Regions from separate parts of the Gossypium hirsutum genome. Here region 2 is linked to region 1. Evidence: chromatin contacts called from public Hi-C data. All regions are on one chromosome and are shown on one strand. The core of a region is the stretch at or near the end of the contact, and the rest is flanking DNA. Distances in the headings are between cores, read along the strand shown.

The links. Hi-C and Micro-C count contacts between places; a contact is called where the count stands out from the background.
Region 2: a contact with region 1 is called in a Hi-C map of leaf, with 2.4 times the contacts expected there. The contact joins the enhancer-like site here to the promoter of LOC107934266 in region 1. A contact is called at or near these places in 10 of 34 Hi-C or Micro-C datasets (anther, callus, hypocotyl and 2 more).

The regions. Positions count from the first base shown.
Region 1 is chrA12:97,873,388-97,878,452 of Gossypium_hirsutum_v2.1, forward strand. LOC107934266 (putative disease resistance protein RGA3) reads right to left here and starts at 2,360. Exons shown (of 2, transcript XM_016866639.2): 1 at 1-2,360. The coding sequence starts at 2,360. It overlaps LOC107934267 (lectin), which reads left to right. Exons shown (of 4, transcript XM_016866640.2): 2 at 2,973-3,146; 3 at 3,217-3,332; 4 at 3,419-3,990. The coding sequence starts at 3,087. The coding sequence ends at 3,809.
Region 2 is chrA12:97,943,468-97,948,532 of Gossypium_hirsutum_v2.1, forward strand. No RefSeq gene overlaps it. Among protein-coding and RNA genes, the nearest start is that of LOC107934263, 32 kb to the left of the region's middle. Within about 2 kb of position 3,069, at least 4 of the 9 cell types and tissues checked have an H3K27ac peak or open chromatin away from gene starts, as enhancers often do. A contact at or near this core is called in hypocotyl and leaf, where this site is marked.

The DNA of each region.
Region 1 (5,065 bases), core at 1,110-3,609:
GTACATTTAATGCAATGACTTAAGGTAAGTGTTCTCAAATTTTGAAGCAAACCACTTGTCATCCAGGAAGGAAAATTAGAGCCCTTGAAGTGATGAAGGGCCAGGCCTTTGAGATTTGAATGAGGCTGGAGGTGATTGAGGTCCCTCTCTGCTCTGACTTCATCTTCTTGGTTGAAGTCTTTGTCAGTCCATTCTAACAGCAGCATCTGAAGGCTCTCCTTCTGGTTTAGCTTTGCCTCAGCTGCATTCACTGCATTCTCCAGGTTGGAGATATGCAGCTTTCCTGTAAGATCCGCCATGTCCTTCAGTTCTCCAATGCCATGTCCCGGTGTACTGCTGAGTACTCGAAATGCATGCAAATTCTGTAGCCTGGTTAAGTTTCCCATCCTTGGTGGCAGCTCCCTACACTTGAACCAAAACATGTCATCTAGCTCAAGATAAATCAGGTTAACCATTTTTCCAAGGTCCTTGGGCAATTCAAAAAGCCAAAGGCAGCCTAGGAGCTTAAGTGTCTGCAAATTCCAGAGCTTACATACTGAGTTGGGAAGCTTCTTGATCTCTGTCCTAGAGAGATCCAAGTAGCGTAATAGCTTCAACTCTCCAACAGAGTCTGGTAATTCCGTGAGCGAGCTCGAACTTAGATCCAAGGCACGAATGTATTTTAGAGAACGAAACATCTGGTCCAGAGTTTGCCCTCCTAAGCTTTTCAAGTACTCGCTAGGCAGCAGGAGTGTGCGCAGCTTATTGCACGTCTTAAAAACCTGCTTGCAGGTAGGACTCTCTAAATCCTGATAGAGCAATGAGATATGACGACATTGTTGAGAGAAAACAAACGACTTGTGGTCCATCACTTGGCAGCACTGGGGACTTGAAACTGATACTGCCAACTCATGGATAAGATCGTGCATTCTATATCTCTCTTTGTTATCAATGTCTAGAGTTTGGAAGAAGGACCTGGTTAACAACTCATCAAAGTATTCACGTCCAGTCTCCTCTGCACTTTGCCCTCTAGGTTGAATAAATGCTTGAGCCATCCAAAGCTTGACCAGCTCCTTCCTATCAAAAACATAGGCCTTTGGAAATATAGAGCAATACGAATAACATTGTTTTAAATAGGAAGGCAGGTGGTCATAACTCAATTTCAAGGCTGGCAAAATTTTGGGCTTATTGAGGCTTTTCTCGTCTTCTAGCTCCCATATGCTGTCTCTCAAGATTCCTTTCCATTTGTCTACATCAACATTACCACGCAGGAGACCCCCCATTGCCTTCACCGCCAAAGGCAAGCCGTTGCACTTGCCTACAATTTCCCTACCGATGCTTTCCAATTCGCTCGACATGTTCTTATGGTCTTTGAAAGCAATTTTTTTGAACAAGGACCAACATTCCTGGTGGGGCAGATCTTGTAAGGTATAGGGAGTTTGGGTCGCCATAATGTCAGACACTTTGGTGGATCGAGAAGTGACTAAAACTCTAGTGCCCTTACCTCCTAGCTTCAAAATGTTTCCAAGTGGCTCCCAATCTTGGTAATTGTCAACCCAAACATCATCTAAAACCAGCAGAAAGTCTTTCCCAGCTAAGATGTCTTTAAAGCGTGTCAGTAGGCTGTCCATGGATAAGTTATTAGAGACCTCCATTTGAGTGTGAAATTCTATGATTCCCCTGAGTATCCGTTGGAGATTGAAATCAATAGTGACACAGACCCACATCCTATACTCAAAGTGCTTCTTAACTCGTTCATCATTGAAGATGAGTTGAGCAAGAGTTGTTTTGCCTAGGCCTCCCATCCCAGTGATGGGAATGACAGAAACATCACCTTCCCTATTATGACTTTCATTTGATAGCATCTGATCTATTAGTTTATCTTTATCAGAATCCCTACCTAACACATCGGTTGTATCTACGAAGGAATTGGTGAGTGGAAAGTGGTTTTGACTTTGGGAATCAGACCTTGCAGCATCACTACTTACACTGAGACCGAAATTGCTCTTCTCTTTAGCAATCAAGTCAAATTTTGTTAAAATTTGTTTGATTTCAGGTGCCATACGGATTCGAAATGGGATTCTGCGTACCTTGGAGAGGTGAGCTTCCGTTGCAAAAGTGTCTAGTATGTCCTCTACATCAAAAGCAATATTTTTGAGCTTGGAGAGCCACACCTTCAAAGATCGACCACAGGCTGCATCCATCTGCTTCTTCTCAGCATCCTCAAGCACAGCTGCAATGGTGATTAGATTGCTTGAAAGCTTTTCCAGCTCCTTCTTAGCACCCTTTATTGCTGCAAGTTCTTCGTTGATCAAGGTTGCAACAGTTTCAGTGAGCTTGGACACGATAGGACTAACAAAAATAGAAGCTATCTCAGCCATAACTAGTTGGAATTAAGTCTTATTGATCACAACTCCTGCAAGAATGAACAAAAAAGTTATTTTCATTTCGTTCATATTAGTTATTTGCTGTGCTGCATGGAAGAATTACACAGAAACTCACCAGCAAGAGAAACTCTGTTGGAAATAAATGACACGACAGGAAGATTACACAACAACAAAACCCTAAAATTGACAGCTCATTTGGAGCTTGAAACGGGATGAATTAATTGATTTGATTTCCTTTGTTTCCTGATTCTGTCTTTATATAGATCAAGTTCAGACAGTAGTGATACCTCCGAAGCTTCTTCTTAGTTTCTTCGACACGGATTGAACTGGTTTTCCATATACAGGACAAAAAAGGACTTGGAACTGGCCATCCACTATACGTGTTCCTCTGTCTGGAAGAAGGAAAAAAAAGAGAAATAGTCTTAAGTGAAAAAGTTAATAGAGAAATAGTCAAAGTGAAAAACTTATTATTTCTGGCTCAAAATTTATTGTTTGGACGCGCTTCCATGGAAAAAGAAACTTACAGCAAATTTCATCTGATGTTCTTGGAAATTGCAAGTATGCTTTCTCTCTCATCCTTTTCATTTCCTGTACATTCTTCTTCAGGTTTCACTATAAAAAAGATAAAAAGAATAGATTGAAGTCAATACAGGAAATTAAAGCTTATACGAGTGTGTAAACTCTTTGGTTTTGTCTGGGTACATAACATAATCAACGAACATGTTTAAGAACAAGAAGAAGAACAAGAACGAGGAGACCTTCCTGGATCACAAGACAAAGGTATGTTTCAAATCTTTAACTTACCAATCTAACAAAAAATTCACAAACAAAATATTTTGTTATCATGCAGAAAACCTGGGAAGATGCAAAGACTGGTAAAAAATGCTTCATGTTGTACGCAAGGTCACTCTACGTGACATGGGGTGGCCGTGAGTACTGGATCTGGAACAGTTTTAAAGACACAAGGTTGGATTTTTTTTTCTCTCTTCTTCTTTTCATGGATTTTTTAAATATTTTTTGGTTTCAGTGATCCATTAATACATGATTTGCAGTGGTGAAAACATCGAAGTAGCGAAATTAAGCCATGTATGTTGGCTGGATGTGAGAGGGAAGTTGAAAATATCAGAGCTTTCCCCTGCAACTTTATACGAAGTTGTATATGAAGTAAAGTTGACAAAAGGGGCATCTGGTTGGGAACTCCCAGTGAAGCTCAGACTATCCCTCCCTAATGGAAGAGTCCAAGAAAGGCAAGTTAGCCTCTTGCAGAAGCCTAGAGGGCAATGGATGGAGCTCAATGTTGGCAGTTTTCATACACCAGATAACGAAGATGATGAAACTGGAGAAGTTTGCTTTGACTTCTATCAATATGGGGGCCATTGGAAAAGCGGACTTGTTGTGAGGGGTGCCATTTTAAGGCCTAGAAAACCTGAACCATCAAATTAATTGCTTCAAATGAAACAAACTGTGGCGCTACTTTCTCTGCAGAAATAAACATCTTTAGAACGTTATCCACTTTTTTTTTTTTCAAATATTAATTGTACCCCCAATATTTTTTTTATTTTTTTATGTGGTTATTGTGAAAATAAAATTTATAAAACAAGTCTATATAAATATCTCAAGTCTATTTCATTATAAATAAACTGTAAATGTTACAAGAGTCTATATAGATTTATATTCTATATCAGTTTAATAAAACAAGTAAAATAATATTTGGGATATATATAAAGACTTGTTTTATAAATTTTATTTTATAAGAAAATTGAAAGTGGAAATATATTTTTACAAATCAATTGAAAGTATTTCTGTAAAGTCGATCTAATCTCATAATTTTTTTTAAAAATGACCTAATCTAATTATTTTTTAAAATTAGTATTTTAAAAAAAATCAGTCCAAAAATATATAATCTTACCATTATTCTTTAAATAAAATTTAAAATTTCAAAATGTGGGTTATTCTTTGGTCCCAACAACATGGTACGATTGGTTGTACCACAAATTGCTTTATGTGAAATTTGAAAATACTTGTACTTCACAAAATATAAGCAAAATATGAATTTGGTTAACTCAACGTAATCTATCCTTTAATCTCATAGCCACTATCTAATTAAGTGATCTAAAGAGGACATTATACATTTTAACTTTCTCAAGTCTGCAATTTTATCACTAGCTTGTCATGTCCTCTCCTTTAAAGTAATAACTAATATCTCATCCTCGCTTCTCTTGCGCAACTTATATAAGGCCAGTTTAGCATTACTTTTAAAAAGTGTTTTTAAAAAGTGTTGTGGAAAAGTAAGTTTGAAAAATATTTTTGAAAAGTTTAATTTAAAATTTAAGTGTTTAATATTGCTGTTAAAAAGTATATTGATAAATAAAATGTCCATTTTAAATATTATGTTATAAAGTAATAAATATGCATTTAAATAATATTTAAATTAATTAATATTATAATACCTTAGTAATAATATAAAAATAATTTATTATAATTTGTTGTTAATATTTTAATATATGAAATATAAATTTTAAATATTTTTAAGTAATTAATATTAATTATTCATAAAATTTAATTCGAATATATAAATTATATTTTAAATAATAAAATATGATCAATAAAAATTTAAATATATAATATTATATATAAAATAAATTATAATAAGGAAAAAATTACATATACCATATAAATATTATATAAAATACATTATA
Region 2 (5,065 bases), core at 1,819-4,318, 71 kb after region 1:
AATTTAATTGTAAAATATGATGTAATTGGTAATTCTAGAGAATTCATCATTTTTCTTCATTTTCATCAGCTAAAAACACAATTAGAGAGCTTTTAAAAAAGCTGGTTTTATATTCTATAGCATGTAAGTTCAACTATTGATTATTTCTTATAATTTTTGTGTTTTTGAGACTTTTACAACAAGGTCCTGCCATTTAATTCATTAGTTTTTACTTTTATGAATGATTTGGAAAATTTCCATGAGTAAGTGTTGAAGTTTATAATGATTTAGCATGGAATTGGGGTTATAATTTTATTATATGGTGATTTTATGAAGAGAATTCTTATAAGAATTGATTTTTAGGACCTAATTGTGAAAGTTATTGTAATTAGGGTTTTGTGTTGAAATTTTGAATATCAAAGGATGTAAAGTAGTTTATAATGTTTAGATAAAGTGTTATTTGAGAGGAACTAGTTCAATTGATGAATAAATTGAACAAGGATTAAATTGTAAAAACTAAAAAATTTATGGTAAAAGTGAAATTTTGAAAATTAGAGGGCATAAATTGTGAATTAGAATAGAATTGAAATAAATGCTAATGAGGGAATGACTTTATAATTATATATCAAGAAGTAGAGGTGAATCATGGAAATAAGAAATTACAAGAATAGTCCTTGAAATTTCTACGACTTTTGCAGATCAGCCCAGGTAAGTTCATATAGCAAAAAAAAAATTCAATGTTTTGTTATGTAAATTTCATGAATACTATGGTATATTATTGTAGATGAATGTTATCAAATTGTAATAATTATGAAATAATATATAAGTAAAAGTATAAATTAATTGGAACAATGGATTTGAGTGCTTTCGTTTTGTGACCAAGATGAATTGATGGAAAAGACCATGGTTAGACCATGGCAACATGTGATATGTGCTCCCGTATAAGACCATAACAGGCTATAGCATTGGAGAGATGTAATTATGTGCTCCTGTATAAGACCATATCTAGGATATGACATCGGTGATATATGTGCTCATGTGTAAATACCATATCTAGGATATGGCACCAGTATGATATGTGATACCTGTAAGACCATGGTTAGGTTATGGCTTCGGTGTGTGATATGTGACTATGTGCAAGTCTATAGTTTACTATGGAAATGTGAAAATGAAGCACTCAATTCCATTATTGTTCCCTAATTTGATTATGAAGGTAAAGGACAAATGGGCCCAAAAAAACTAGAATTGGTTAATAGTGACATTGAAATCAATCAAATGAACTTATAAATGATTTTGTGATTGACAGGAGGAATTATTGAATTGAATATTATATGATTGTTGTAAAAATGTTCGGTAAGATTTATTTTCTATGCTTATGAGCTTACTAAGCTTCTATAAGCTTACTTGTGTATGTTTATTGTTCTTGTAGTTTTATGTATATATATTCGGAGGATCGAATCTACATCAAGGATCACACTATCTAAATTTACTCCTGTAGATTTTGTTAAACAACTTTTTGTAAATTCATATGGCATGTATAGAGGTTGAAATGATAATGAAATAGAATGAATGATTAAGTATGCAAAGTAAATTGAATCTGATGGTTGTGTTAGATAATGAAATATATATGTTTTGGCTTGAAATGGTTGGACCTAATTAGTATATAAATGTGAGTTTGTGCAAGAAGATAGTATAAGGGAGAGAAAAGTGGTCTTAAATGGCCTATTTTCGTCCACACGGGCATGTGTCTAGGTTGTGTGTGACACACGACCTGCCATATGGGCATGTGTTAAGGTCGTGTGTCCCCTGCATCTTAAAAATGAGAAATAGAATGTCCAGGTTTAGACATACGGGCGTGTGGCTTGGCCGTGTGACACACGCGAGCTCCAACATGGCCGTATGATACGACCGTGTGAAGTCTGCACCTAAAATGTGAAATTTTAATTACCACATGGCCTAGCAACACGGACGTGTACTCAGGTCGTGTGACTTAAGTTTCTTCATGGATGCAAGTCAGAGAGGTACACGCCCAAGAAACACGGCCATGTGGGCTACACGGCTACACCACACGGACGTGTCCCATGTCACACGGGCGTGTGGCCCTTTTTACATGAAAATTTTTCTAAGTTTTCTAAAAAGTTTTCAAAATTCTCGGTTTAATCCTAAACCATTTCCAATACATGTTTCGAGCCTCGAAGGATCATAATAAGACAAAATATATGTTTTTGGAAAAGTTTTAAATTTGAATGGAAATTATTGTTTTGGTTTTGTTGAATGCTTGTATTTTAGTCCGGTAATGCCTCGTACCCTGTTCCAGCATCGAATGTGGGTAAGGGGTGTTACATAATAAGTTGATCTTTATGGGACGTTTTGTGCGTAATGGCCATGGGTTTTGATATGCAGCCTGTGACATTATACCCTGATCGGTTCCTAGTTTGATCAGTCGATTAAGTCTAATTCTAAAAGCAATGGTTTTGATAGATGAAATAACTTTTTCAATCATGTCAAGTTGAGCAAGCAAGCGGTAAAGTTCTAAAACAGAATTAACCATCGGCATCTCGACCTCGAGAGGGCGAATTTCGAGCATTATTGGTATTACTTGAAATTATAAGGAAAAAGAATAAAATATAAAAAAATAAAAAGAGAAATAATATAAAAGAAAATAAAAGAATTAAAAATATTTTTTAAGTCTATTAACTTAATTTTTTTAAACATATATAATATTTTGGTGTAAAATTGGTAATAAAATAATAGTTTAAGTACCAAATGTGATCAAAAAAAATGTTTAGATATTAAAATGAGAAAAAATTTAATTTTGGTACTAATTTATAAGTTAAGATTTTTTGAAATAGACTCAACAATTTAACTAACAATTTAATAAACGGAGATATCAACTTAAAAAAAATTTTAAGTAGAACTTGTAAAAAAAAAACCAAGAAGATGAAAAGAAAAGAAGGTATAGTTTAGGTTAAAGTGAAAATGTAGTTTAGGTTTAAGTGAAAATGTATTCATTGTACTTGTATAGCATATAGTTCAAATCCAAAATAGGTGGGAATTGTGTATACATACTTTGGTGAAAGGCCCAAAGCTGTAAGAGGTAACAAAATATATGCATCACAAGTTGAGGAGCACTTAAATATTTTTCATAATAGGCCCACTTAAATTTTAGCCCCAGATGGGTTGGATATCAATTCCCATCTCTATAACTTGTACCATTTTATTAAATTCCAATTCCAATACTGTTTTAACCTTTTTCTTTTCCCTCGAAAGTTGTTGTTTGGGTACATTTTACAACTTACTTTCATATCACTTTTTGATATCTCTTGACTTAAAAGGGTCCGTAACTTTTTCATTTTTGTGGAAATCCCCCAAAGAGAAAAAAATGGTGAGATCTGACTTAGGAAGCTCAAGTGTTTTTCGTCTTCATCAACAAAACACGCTACGAACATTCTAGAAATTCATCATAATACATAATAGTAGTAATTTATTTTAAAATTAATTGATGTTTTGATTAAAATGAAAATTTGAATCTTGTAATACTTTATAAAGATAAGTTATAAATTGTTTTGTTAAAATAATAGGATTTTAATCTTGATACTTAATTAAGAATCCATTATTTTAACTCTTTTTGAGTGAAAAGGAATTATTAGTTTAATTTAATTTAATTCTACTCGAATTTAAATTATTAAGATTTTTTGAAGAGTAAAGCAAGTTTTGAAATGTAACAAAGACAAAACTTATTTTTATCCTAAACCAAACAATAGCTTTCTTCTTCAATATTATAATCATACGACGTTGCTTTAACCACCAAAGCTCGGCCAAAAAGGCAACTATTTGGTACAAATATCCAAATCAAAAGGCTTAGCTTATTTTAATAATAAACAGTAATATATACAGAAAAAGCATGCTTGTTAGACTGTTAAACCGCCCACGCGGCCGACCAAAATTAATCTAATATTTTTAAGGGCTTTTTTAAAACCCCCAATTATCCCCATTAAATTAATACTACTGCTACTGTCAGTTGACTCTTTTTGCACCGAAAGATACAAAAGTTGCATACACTGCCTTTTTATCTCTTGTATACGTGTACCCTTTTTATAATAAAATAAAGCAAGAATTCTTCCACTCAACTCGACACGTGTCTTGATCTGTACACACCCTCAGAAAGGCCAAAACCAAAACGTGTCTATCGCCTGAATGATTCACAAGTGTCGAAAATCCATTGCCTTGTTTTCAACTTTGTCCAAGACGAAAGGCCCTTTTTAGAGGGTGGTGAGGACCCACTTTTAATTTTGTTGGAGCTGACGTGGATAGACGACGCGTTTTAAATTAAGCGAGGCTTAATTTTTAGATTTTGTGAAGCTGAGCTGGAATGATTGCAGAGCGTTTTAAAAATAAATATGTCCAATAGCAGCAGGCCACGTAAGAAAATGACTATAAACCTACTTTTTTTCCTTCTTCTTTCTTTTACATATACATTAGAAATTAGTGTATTCTTGCTTTTCCCTCTCTCTTTTTTGGATTTTTATTATATTTGATTTTAGAGTTTGGGTCAATATAATATACAAAGAATTGAATCATAGTCATGGAACCCAAAAAAGTAAAGGAAAGGCTTTGATTTTTTTATTTATAATCATATAAGCTTTGGGTCGAACTTATCGCTTAGGCTGTTTAATCAACCTTAATCTTTTATTTTAAGAAAAATTCGATTAAGCTAAATTGATTTCTTAATCGAATTAAAATCAGAATATAATACAATTTAAGACATTAAGGACTCATAGTTCCAAGATTGCCATCACTCATTTGCTAGCTTTATTATGTTTTAGTTCCAATTTTTGGTGTATGGAGTACAAGTAGTTTGTTTTAGTATTTTAGCTGTGTTATATATACTTATTATATAATCATAATTAAGTTATTGCAACATGCTAATTGAAAAAAAATTATTTTTTTCCTTTTAGATGATAACTTAAATTATAATAATTTTTTTTTATCTTTTCATATATTTATATAATTTTTAAATGAATTAACGACAAATTTATATATCCAAATATCAATCATGTGCTGATAATATTTATATGCAATTTTT